Linked DNA regions of Zea mays: regions 2 and 3 are each linked to region 1. The links are chromatin contacts, called in public Hi-C maps. All regions are on one chromosome and are shown on one strand. The core of a region is the stretch at or near the end of the contact, and the rest is flanking DNA. Distances in the headings are between cores, read along the strand shown.

What was found. Hi-C and Micro-C count contacts between places; a contact is called where the count stands out from the background.
Region 2: a contact with region 1 is called in a Hi-C map of ear, with 2.7 times the contacts expected there. The contact joins the promoter of LOC100283380 here to the promoter of LOC100194381 in region 1. A contact is called at or near these places in 2 of 25 Hi-C or Micro-C datasets (ear and tassel).
Region 3: a contact with region 1 is called in a Hi-C map of ear, with 2.2 times the contacts expected there. The contact joins the promoter of LOC100502227 here to the promoter of LOC100194381 in region 1. A contact is called at or near these places in 2 of 25 Hi-C or Micro-C datasets (ear and tassel).

The regions. Positions count from the first base shown.
Region 1 is chr8:114,850,272-114,854,446 of Zm-B73-REFERENCE-NAM-5.0, forward strand. It overlaps LOC100194381 (Arabinogalactan peptide 20), which reads right to left and starts at 1,605. Exons shown (of 2, transcript NM_001309898.1): 1 at 1,410-1,605; 2 at 1,043-1,286. The coding sequence starts at 1,527. The coding sequence ends at 1,180.
Region 2 is chr8:114,684,480-114,688,235 of Zm-B73-REFERENCE-NAM-5.0, forward strand. LOC100283380 (elongation factor 1-delta 1) reads right to left here and starts at 1,661. Exons shown (of 8, transcript NM_001156281.2): 1 at 1,476-1,661; 2 at 819-932; 3 at 623-739; 4 at 462-546; 5 at 96-219. The coding sequence starts at 904. It overlaps LOC103635722 (a long non-coding RNA gene), which reads left to right and starts at 3,631. Exons shown (of 3, transcript XR_557580.2): 1 at 3,631-3,667; 2 at 3,745-3,756.
Region 3 is chr8:115,071,726-115,075,946 of Zm-B73-REFERENCE-NAM-5.0, forward strand. It overlaps LOC100502227, which reads left to right and starts at 2,420. Exons shown (of 6, transcript NM_001196704.1): 1 at 2,420-2,540; 2 at 2,626-2,662; 3 at 2,773-2,995; 4 at 3,107-3,268; 5 at 3,462-3,581; 6 at 3,693-4,014. The coding sequence starts at 2,504. The coding sequence ends at 3,830.

The sequences.
Region 1 (4,175 bases), core at 355-2,854:
TCCTTCATTATTTTCTCAGCTTCTCAATAGATGCATCAATGGTTCGCCTATTTAAGGGTCTGTTTGGTTGGGCTGTGGCTGTGAAAAAAGTTGTTGTGGGGTGTTAGCTGTGGAAAAAGCTGTTGTAGGCTGTGAGCTGTTAAAAAGCTAAAAATCGTTTGGTGGAAACCACTAATAGTCGTTAAAAGTTTTTCGATATATATTTTACAGTTCCATCAGAAAGCCACTAAAAGCAGGTCCACGGGTGCTTTCAGTTTTGCACTACAAGAAAGTCGGCTTTTAGAAAAAGCTGCTTCTTGGATCCAGACCTTTGGTTGACTTTTGGCTTTTAAGGGGCAAAAGCCAAAACCAAAAGCCAAACTAAACACACCCTAAGTTTATTGAATTGTCACTTGAATTTCCGGTATGGTAGTAAATTTAGGCTAAGGATGTGTTTGGTTTGACTTTTGGGTTTGGCTTTTGCCCCCTTAAAAGCTAAAAGGCAACCAAAGCGCTGGATCCAGTAAGCAGCTTTTTCTAAAAGCCAACTTTCTCGTAGTGCAAATCTGAAAGCACTCCTGGAACTGCTTTTAGTGGCTTTTCGGATGGAAAAACGTATATCGAAGAATTTTTAACGACTTTTAGTGGTTTTCACCAAACGATTTTTAGCTTTTTAACAGCTTACAGACTACAACAGCTTTTTCCACAGCTGACAACCTACGACAGCTTTTTCACAGTCATAGCCCAACCAAACAGACCCTAATTCCACGTTAATTCAACAATACTTCCTGCTCCCGGCGCATTCTAACATGAACCGATGATCTCGATTGCTATCGGGAAATAGGGCCTTAACGGTTTGACTAATTCAGATCCTGCGAAAGCCCCAACAACAAACACCACACCACAAGGCTTCGCGTGTGGAAGGTCAGGTCAGGTCAGATCTCAGATGCGCGCTAGGCACTACTGAACAAGAACTACTCCTCGAGGTCTCCCCGATGCAACACAAAGCGACAACCAATGGACATCGAAGCATGAACCAGAAGACATATAGGAGTAATAATATACACACGCGAAACCGAATGTAATTCATGGCAATGAATAGGTACCGAATCTCACCCACACACCCACACCACCACCCCCAGTTACTCTAGTGATCCACTACAAAAGCCTACCAAAAAATGGAGGAGAAAATCTGCTCGCTCAGAAGAGCTTGTACGGGGCGGAGGCGTCCAGAGGGTGGATGAGGTAGGTGAGCACCAGCGCCATGATCATCAGCAGGTACGCGATGCCCTGGTCAATCGACGTCCCTGCAGCGAAACACAGATCATCAGGATTCAGGAGGCCGCTGCTTGTATTCGAGAAATCGCGCTCCGATCCCGACGGCGCCGGGTGGGGTAGACGGTAAAAACTGGAAGGCAAAGAGGACTCACCGTCGCTGGTGGGCGCCGGGGCGGGGGCCTGCGCGGCGGCGGCGACGGCCGGCACGGCGATGGCGAAGACGAAGACGAAGACGAGCGCCGTGGCGAAGGCGAGACTACCCATGGCCATGGCACCAGCAGCAGGTGGTGGAGCACAGACAGACCAGAGACGAGGAATCCCGATCAGCTCTGCTTGTACCGCATGTGCATTCACTCCACCCCCCCTATAAAACGGATCGTGAGCGTAATTATTCAGCGGCAACGGCTCTCTCTCTCTCTCCTTCTCTCTCTAGAACCGCTGGACCTCGCTGGGACTGCTATGGCGTGTTGCGCCGGCGGTGGGTCCACGCACATGCACAGCCGTTGCGGGGGGCTGTTTGCAGTTTGCGGCAGGATCGGCCAGTCTGGAATTGAGGCTGGACCTGGCTGGCTCCGTTGCCTTTGCCTTTGCCGTCATCTCAATCTGGCTGGCCGCACAAATGTTCCACCTGCGGATCATCGCCGTGCCTTTTGTTTACTCCTTCATTCACGTCTATTTATATTGTCAGTATAAATATCTGTATTTTCTTATTAGGCGTGCCTGATTCACTCATGCCAAGGGGGCAAAGGATATGCTGCGCTGGAGCTGTGAACAGCTATCTTAGTTGTTACACTAGCAGGTTGTCCATAATTTGCTACAGGGGTATCATATAAATATGCATTGAGATATTTATTGAAATATAATTATTGTTTATTTCTAAATACTAAGATACGTGTGGTCTAATGGTTACCCCAAATTTCTAGAGCAGGGGACATGAGTTTAAGTGCTCGTTCTGTATTGTTTTTTGTGTGGTGTGGTAGTTGCACGGACAGAGTCGGGTGCTAGGCCGGTAGTAGCTGGCTGCGCGGGCACTGGGGGTCCCCACAGGGCAGGAGCTGAGAGAGCGTTGCACGGCCGCTGGACATGGGGCCCACAGGTCACGGTGGGTTGTGTGGGCGGGCTCAGAGTGTTAGCGCGGAGGATGAAGACGTGGTAGCACCAGGTTCCCACATTAGGTTCTTAATAGAGTATTATTGATAAATCTTTCTTCAGCAGCTCCCTTATCGCATCCTTTATCTCATCTCATATTTTAAGTTTTACGCTGCAAACAGTACCATGTACAGTGTCGCGTCCTCTATTTTACACTATCCATCAAAGACAACCTAATGCTCCACATGTTTCAATTTATAATTGTTATACTAGTCAGTTGCCCGTGATTTGCTACGGTTGTTATATATCATATAAATAGGTATTAAGATATTTATTGAAATATAATTATTGTTTATTTCTAAATACTAAGATACGTGTGGTCTGATAGTTACCTCAAATTTCTAGAGCAGGGGACATGAGTTTGAGTGCTCGTTCTGTACTATTTTTTGTGTGATGTGCTAGCTCCACGGGCGGGGTCGGGTGCTGGGCCGATAGTAGCTGGCTGCGCGGGCACTGGGGTCACCACAGGGCAGGAGCTGAGAGAGCGTTGCACGGCCGCTGGATGTGGGGCCCACAGGTCATAGGGGTGCGTGGGCGGGCTTAGAGTGTCAGCGTAGATGGTGAAGACGTGGTAGCACCAGGTTCCCACATTAGATTCTTAATAGAGTAGTATTGATAAGTCTTTCTTCAGCAGCTCCCTTATCTCATCTCCTATTTTAAATTTCACACTGCAAACAGTACCATGTACAGTGTCGCGTCCGCTATTTTACACTATCCATCGAAGACAGCCTAATGCTCCATCTGTTTTAGTTTATAATTCATTTGACTTTTTTACCTAAAGTTTGGTTGGATCGTCTTATTTTTTTTTAAAAAATCATAATTATTAAATTTTACTGTAATATTATTTTACGTATAACATATTTTAAATATAGCTTCAATTTTTTATTCTTTTAGAAAAAATGAATAAGACAAAAGGGTCAAACTTGACAAAAAAATCAAATAAACTATAATTTAGGACTGAAGGAGTATATAATTGTGGTTTCAAGACATATGTAGTGATGTCCCCGTTATTACTTTGCTAAACATGAGCTCATTGATACGGTGACGTACTAATGTTTCCTGCATAGAACTTATATCAAAATCTTTGCGATAAATATTTTCAAATTATTATATTTGCAACAAATGTTGTTAATATGTTTGCATTAAATATTAAGATGCGTTTGGTTTAGCTTTATGAACTTTCTTCTGTTTTGAAAAAGCAGAAGATGAACAAGAAAGTTTAGCTTTTCTACTTTACTTTGAAAAATATTTATAGTACAAATTTAAAAGCAGTTTGGACTATTAGGTTCAACATCTAAGTTATTAAAACGTCAAGCCTTTTGGACGCCTCCCCGCATTCGGCGGCTTCGCACTCTTGTGTGGGTCCCAGCGAAGGCCAGCAGAACCTCCTCCTCCTCTCGCTCCGCCGCCGCCTTCCCCTCTCGCCCACCACGCTTTGGTCCCAGACCCACGGTCTCTCATCCTGGATCTCCACACCATCGAGGTCTGGCATCAGCTCCCCCATCTACACAGACCTCCACACGCTCGTCTCCCACCCATCGGTGCATCGGGGGCCCCAGATCCACGGTCGCGTCTGCGTCGAGGCGCGCTGTTGGGGACGCCACACACTGGCGCCCTCTGTTACGGCCGCGCGGTACACGAGCTGCGACTCGCGCGTACCCAGACAGGCCGCGGGGGTGCGAGCAGATGCGACCGCCTCCGGGTGCCGGGCGGGCCCCGCATCGACCACTGCTCCACCGCAGATGCGACCACCTCCGGGTGTCGGGCGG
Region 2 (3,756 bases), core at 411-2,910, 170 kb before region 1:
GCTTTTGGGTATGAAACAAAGCCTCAACAACAATATAGCAATAGCAAGGGTGTGTGATTGAGAGAATAAAACAGAAACTATGCACACTGACATACATTCTTTCTTCTTGCCAGAAGCCTTGGCAGCCGCAGCACGTTCTTCAGCAGCCTTCTTCTCCTCTTCAGTCTCCTCGCCAAAAAGGTCAACATCATCATCGTCATCCTCGTCAGCAGCTGGGGCCTGTGGTTATTAGAAATGCACTTCAGTGACTAAACTGGGTAAGTCAGAGATTCATATCTCAGATATTGAACCACATGGTTGATAGCTTTAGTAAACAATAATAATTCAAGTCAGCAATCATCACAAACAAATTATGTGAACATATTAAACGACTAACAATTTTCAGCCGAAAATCACAAAGAATGGGCGCAACACTTCAGTTCATTTAGTTTTCACCCAAAATAAGAGTTAAGAATTTATACCTGTCCATCAGCAACATCAAGAATTGAAGCTGAAGGAACCGCTGATGGCTCAACCTTAACACCTAGGCCCTCTGCGGTAACTCCACTGAAATAGTATGGATTATTAGCACACTCACTGCTAACGGGATACCTAGGAAACATAAAGGCCAAGAAGGGCATACCTCAGCCTCAGGAGTGCATCAATGTGATTAAACCACCTTGCTACATTGATATACTTGGATGAGGGATCAGCCAAAAATGAAGAGTAGACAGCCAGGTCATCCTTGGAAGCTTGGTAGCTAGAGAAACATTAATGCAGCATAAGTTCAGTAGAAATGTTATGACCATTGTGCAAATAGAGTAGCTCCAATCACATACCCAGTGATGTAGCTGCGAGTGAGAAGGTACTCATCAAGCTTTTTCAGCCCTGCCTCGGCGTTGACATTTGCAAAAGAAACGGCCATCTGCCCTCAAGAAAGATTAGCAAGTAATCTGACGGCACATATGAGTATTGTTAGGACTTGAAATGTCAAATCATGACAATAGTTAAATAAAGAGAGAGAGAGAGAACAATACTGCCGCTAGTACTGTAAAACAGAATCATTAACAACTACAAAGATATTAGATTAACAAGCACCCTGAACCAAAATCTAAACCAAAGCTATGTTTCTGAAATGTCATAGCTTAACTCAGACTCAGACCTTAAGTAAACTTTATGGGCACCCCGACAACATATCACAGCAACAAGATTCTTAAAATCATGAGACAGTCACTGTTCACCAAAACGGTCATTTAGCCCCTCTACACACGGTTTAAACCAAACAGCACTAAGCGCACGTTTCAGCGCGCTGAAGCGCTAAGAAGACGGGTAACGCGTCGCTGTGGGGCATAAGCGCTCCCAAAGCGGCGCGACCGCCTTGGTCGAGTAGCGGCTGCTGGCTCCTGCCCTCAGACCGCGCACGGCGCAGCCGCCGGGGCCGGGCGCCGTTGACGATCCACCGGAGGCGGGAGGAGACAGAGAGAGGGGGTACGCACGTAGGGTCACCGGCCGGTGTGCGGTGGACCGGAGGCGGGGGCGTGATGCGACTGGCGAGAGGCGGGAGGGGAAACCGCTGATGCCGTCACTGAGAGCCCGAGCGCGAGGAAGGGAGGCAGCGGAAGATGGATCGCCGGCGCTGCGAAGAAGATGGAGATGGAGATCAGGAGATGGGAGGATGAAGAAATGGCGGCGGCTGTGTGCCTTCGCTGGGACAAATATGGATTTATATCATTATGAAAACAGGGCTTTTGGGTAGTAGCTCTGGACCTCTGGTTAATTGTTCTGTTGGTGGGCTTTCCTGTGTGCTGGCTCTCTGAATCAGGGGGTCGGTCTACGAGGTCGTCTGACAGTTTGCTTCATGCTTCTGACTGCAAAACTTTAGTTTCGACGAACAATAATATATTTTTGTTATAAAAGTAATAGAAATGAAGTTCTCCTCGTGTCAAAAAAAATGAAAACCAGACTTCGACCAAATGACATCAGGTGAACACGCTTCGCTATTACATCATTCTTAAACATTTTTTTATAGATAAAATGCTATTTAGGAGGTTATTTGAAACATAAAACTATTTTACTGCAACGTTAGTTCTTGATCAGACACTTTTGCCCCTGGATGAAAATAGCCGCTCAGCTCGCTCGTAACAGCCTGTCCGCAGCTAAAAAAAAGGTTGTCCGCCTACGCTCAGCCCTTGGACAAATGTGCAGGCCGTTATTAAAATATTCTCAAACACTGTCTAAAATCAAGTATATCATGTACTGAGAGCCACACACTCGGTACACACAATTTCTTCGGTTCCAAATGACAACTATATTCTTTGAGCAGTAACATGTCATGTGATGACAAATATCATGCCAACATTTCAAGTTCATTCATAGCCATTACCATCAAACACAGATTACATAGGCAGTCTCTTGCACCATATAGTTGGAACTAGTTATTAAAAAACATATATATACTACTATATTAAGGCTGTAAGGGTAGTCTGCCTCCACCTCATTCTGCCTTCAGCCAATCTGCATCGTCCATCTATATGCGTCAAATCATCACCGTCCGTCTCGTCGCCTCCGCTTCAAGCCTCCTCCATCCCTCGATCGCAACTGCTCCTCTCTCCGCTCCCCTCTTCCTCGACAGCTAGATCCTCCATCAGGCTTCATTCGCGCCGTCGTCGGCAACGGCTCCGGCCTTCCCACGCCGCCGTCCATCCTCCCCCCGACTCTCCTCCCCACACCGCCGCCGCTCCCACCACCCGCAAAAACACCACGCACACGGGCGCGAGCGCGGAGACCGACCACCATGACACCACCTCCTCCTCCGATTGCCTCTGGCCTCGCCATCCCTCTGTCCTCGACTTCCCTCCGTCCTCCCGGTCTCCAGCCTCCCGGATCGGAAGCTCCACGTGGCGTGACAGCTCGTCTCTGTCGTCTATGGTGGCGGCAGAGGTGTACTCGCCGACCGCGGCGGCGACGGCGCAGCAGCAGCGGGAGAAGGCGGCGTCGCAGGTGTGGCGGGCGGTGGTGGGGTGGATCGGCTTCCTTGTTCAGGTTCTGCTTTCCAGCTCTTATCCTTCGTCGGCGTCCGGTACCCGCTCCTCTCCGGGCCCGCGGCCTCGAACCCGTCGCCGGAGGTGGCCTTCATGCCGCTCCGCTCCGAGATCCCAACTGACGCGGCACCTGCCCCGACACCTGCGCCTGAGCCCATGGGCCACCTCACGGTACGGAGCTTCGATTTTTTATTCGATTCGGTTGAGCTTTTGAGATGTCCGGGGTGGGGAAACGGCGCCTTTGTGAAGTAGGAGTAGAAGGGTTTCAATCAAATAGTATTTGGACTTGGATGTGCTGATCAAATTGGATTATGCTTCGGTATTTGGGGATGATTGGGATTAGTTGGAGTGACTGATTTAAGGCTAACGGAGGTTTGGTGGTTTAGTTCAGGTAGTATTGTTGATTTTTGGTTATAGAATAATTAGTATTTGGACTATATAGCAGTCCTTCCCCGATGAGTTGGTTAATAGCATGGGCAATTAGTTGCCCTACAATTGCAAAATAAGGCCTTGATCATTTTAGTAGTACATACTTACGGTTGCATTATCATCTCCTCTCCAAACTGGTGGTGATATGTTTCCGGTGGCCTTCAAGTGAAGCTTTGGGACATAGTTCCAGAATACTGGTTCCCTGTCATTCTGTGTAGGTGAGTAGATAACCTTCTATCATTGTTAAAAACTTCTTGATTGTAGCTGGATTATGACATATATACTATCTTATCAGCTGATCCAGTAC
Region 3 (4,221 bases), core at 1,170-3,669, 220 kb after region 1:
AGTATCTCCATGTTTCTGATTTCTTGGTCCAACTCTTCCTCCTGAAGTGTTGGGCTAGTGGCCTTCCTCTTCTGGCTTTGGGCCTCTCGGAGAGAAAGGTTCTCCTGATTTGGGTCCAGTGGCTGTAATGCAGCAGCCCCTGTCGCTGAAGCTTTCTTCGGCGGCATGACGAGGATCAGTGCTTGCCGAAGGTGGTCGAAAAAAGGTTCACCGGAGGTGGACGCCGGGGACTTGTTCTCAAATGCTATGAATTAAGAACAAGGCAACACAAAAACAGATTATTTGTTAATGACTTTCGTCCTTCGAAGCATTATTTCCCCAAGGATATAATGCTTTCCGGACGAAGGACATGAAGGACATACCTTCATCATCTCAACATATATATATATATACATAATAACAACAAACGAAGCATGCAAAACATAAGAAACAATGTGAAGAATTATATAACATTATCATATATATATTTTTCTTTATATAATTGCCAATGAATATAAATACAATATTGAGTTACATCTAGTACCTTCGGCTTGACAGAAGACAAAGAAAGCGTGACGCAAAAAGCAAATGCCAAGTCAGCGTGAACAGTACGGGAGTACTGTTCACGCTATTTATAGGCACGGGACGCAGCCCATGTGAAATTACATTCGTGCCCTTTACATTTGCTAGTGACTCTAAAGTAATCCACCGAGGTCTGAATAGTCTTTTCACTTTTAAATCGGTTCCTTTTTTTTGCCGTCATGCCGAAGCTCCCTTGTGTGTAGCTTCGGCGCCGTGTCATCCTTCGTGATGTTCCTGCTTCTCACTCTGTGTAGTTCTGATTCGAGTTCGAAGATACCTGTTCATATATAATACTCGGAAAATATTGTTAAATCATATTTTTGAGGACCTTCGAAGACGAAGGTCCCAACACCGTACCCTCTTGGATCGATGCCACACGACGAGACGAGCACTTACATTACATCGTGCAGTGGTTGTGTAGGCCATGCATGCAGCATGCATGCCGCACCACGCACGAGCGCTCATTGCTAGCTGGCCGCCCCCGCCGCCGCCACATGCATGCTACGAGTGGACACTACCGCCGACGAAGCCATCGCTGCTCTGCTACCCTCCTCTCACATGCATACGCGAGGTGTTAAATGTACGCCACGCCATAGTGGCAATTCCAAGTCAGCTAGAGAAATGCCTACACGACTAGTACGAGGGTGACGTAGATCTACTGGGATTTTATTGGGACCCAGAAGTACACGAGCACCAATATAATGGTTAGTGCATTTGACTCGATGTAAATTTAACCGACGTTCAGTAGTACTAGTGATTATCCGACTGGGTATCCAATAATTAATATCTGCCTTACTGCCATTCTTCTCGGTCCAGTCTGGTTTGTTTACCCTCTAAATTATATAATCTAGTTTAAATAAATTAAGAAACAAATAAACAACATAGATCAGATTATTAGGTGAATTATATAATCTAAATATATATGGATTATGATAATCTATAAGCAGACCACTATATTTACATATAATCCATAATCCATAAGCTGGATTATACGATCCTGAAAGCAAACAAACAGAGCCTTAGTTACATTAATACCTGACACCGAGAAAAACTATCAGGCCAGGTCTACATTTCATATTTACGGAATGTTTGGATATCCATAAATATATCCTAAATAACATCTGCAGTATCCCTCTACGCACCCTACGATGATGTGTCTATCTCTTCTCTGTACGAAGAGAGGGTCCCGGCCCGTTCTCTCGTGATTATATTATTCTCTCTCGAGGCTCACACACGGAACTTGTAGCTACTGATACATACCAGCTCACAGCAGATGAAAGACCTTACGTACCTTGTCTGTCTGCACTATACTAAAGGGGACTGTTTGGTTTGATGGACTAAAGAGTAGTCTATCCATTTTAGTCTCATTTAGTTCTTAAAAATTATCAAACGGTTGGACTATAAACTATATTAGTCTCTAGTCCCTCAAGAGATGACTAAAAGGGTCTAAACCATATAAATATTCTACTTCTTGTTTCTTCTTTATTTCAGTTGCACAATGATGAGAGAATGCTAAAAGATATTTTAGTCCTCTTATGATTTATTATTTAATATGTTTTGAATAGTTTTAGTCCCTAAAATTAAACAGTGTAGGGACTAAACTAATTTAGTCTCGTACCTAAACTTTAGTCCCTGAACTAAAGAATAAAGAAACCAAACTGAGCATAGGAGACTCATCATTTTTCTTAGCAACAGCGGAAAGGCAGGCCGCACGTACGTACGTACTAATATATTCTTTCTAGAGCAGACATAGTGGCCTGAGCATACCCTTGTCTCGAGCTCAGCACATTCCTTTCGATGCGCTATATATAAATAGGCCACCACGCCATTATCACACAGCTAGCAAATGAACCAGCCACAATAATCCTGATCCTCGATCTTGCGTCGTCGTCGTCAAAGAGACGACTCGATCATCATCTCATCTCAGAGCACGCAAGCAACAATGGTTACTAGCATCCGCGTCATAGTTGGAATCATAGGTACGGTACTTGATCGATTTTCTGTCTGAATCTACGTACGTACGTACGACCCCTGCTGCTGATGTTTTTCTTTAATTTCTCGCAGGATCTGTAGTCTGTGTGCTCCTCTACGCGGTTCCAGTGTAAATAATCACTAGACCATGCATGCATATGCATTTCCTGATCGAGCATGAGTTCTCCGATCCTGCGTTCATGTAAAAACAAACGAACAAACAAACAATTAATTTTGCAGGCTGACGTTTAAGAGAGTGGTGAAGGAGGCCAGCGTTGGGGAGTTCTCGTGCGTGCCATACATCCTCGCCCTTTTCAGCGCCTTCACCTGGGGCTGGTACGGCTTCCCCATCGTCAGTGACGGGTGGGAGAACCTGTCGCTCTTCGGCACGTGCGCCGTCGGAGTGCTCTTCGAAGCTTCGTTCGTCGTCGTATACGTGTGGTTTGCGCCAAGAGACAAAAAGGTACACGCCGTCGGAGTCGGAGAGCATCAGAATTATACATGCATATGGTTTGCTCATCATCATCATCATCATCATCAGAACATTATTTGCCGGCCGGCCTTTAATTTGCAGAAATCTGTCGTCCTAATGGTGTCTCTGGTTGTGGCAACGCTCTGCGTCATCGTATCCTTGTCAAGCTTCGTGTTCCACACGCACCATATGCGCAAGCAATTTGTTGGTAGCATTGGTATAGTCACCTCCATATCCATGTACAGCGCTCCGCTTGTAGCCGTGGTGAGTACTCGTATATCTATGATCAGTTACCACAGAATCTAGCTTGGATTGCAAATTTTGATAATACGAAGGCTAGCTAAAACTCTGAATGAAAATAGGGCTTCTAATCTTGGATTGCAAATTTTTGAATTAATTACTAGCTCACCATGTTCTGTTTTTGTTTTTTTGTCCTCCCCACCATGCACAATTGCAGAAGCAAGTCATCCTGACCAAGAGCGTGGAGTTCATGCCTTTCTACCTGTCGTTGTTCTCCTTGCTGACCAGTTTTACATGGATGCTGTACGGCATCCTAGGAAGGGATCCCTATCTTACGGTAATTATATGTATATATATATATATACATATGCACGCAATCTGGATTTACTGTCTACTGTTCTGCCTTTGCTTTAATTTGCTGATCAACTTTGCTTCGTTCTGAACGAAGGCACCAAACGGCGCCGGGTGTTTAACTGGACTTCTTCAGATCGCTGTGTACTGCATTTACAGCAGATGCAATCGACCGCCGAAAGCAGTCAATGGTGCGACAACTAGCCGTGAAGATGCAAATGATTGCAAGGTTTGACTTGGAGAGTCTTAAGAAACTGCCTCTCTCCGACGACGCTAGATACTACAGTGGCGCTATTAATTCGCATGTGTGCAGTTATTATTATCTAATTGTAGCCTTCGCTAGCTGTGTCTGTTGTAAGACTAGTTTGTTTTACTTGGGGCAAATCAATGGGCATAGCACCAGCAACCAGTAATTAACCACATTCTGTTCTTTCATACTTAACGGAAAGGATGTTTCATTCGTGAGCTCACGCTATATAACTAAACAATTGGCTCTGTCACGGTAAACAAGGCGCCCCCCTGCCGGAGCAGTAGTGTATTTTTTTCTCTCTCCCTCTCTCGTGATGAAAATGAACTTTCACCATGCCGGGGACCTACAGCTCCGACGTGCTCACCATCAACCGCTG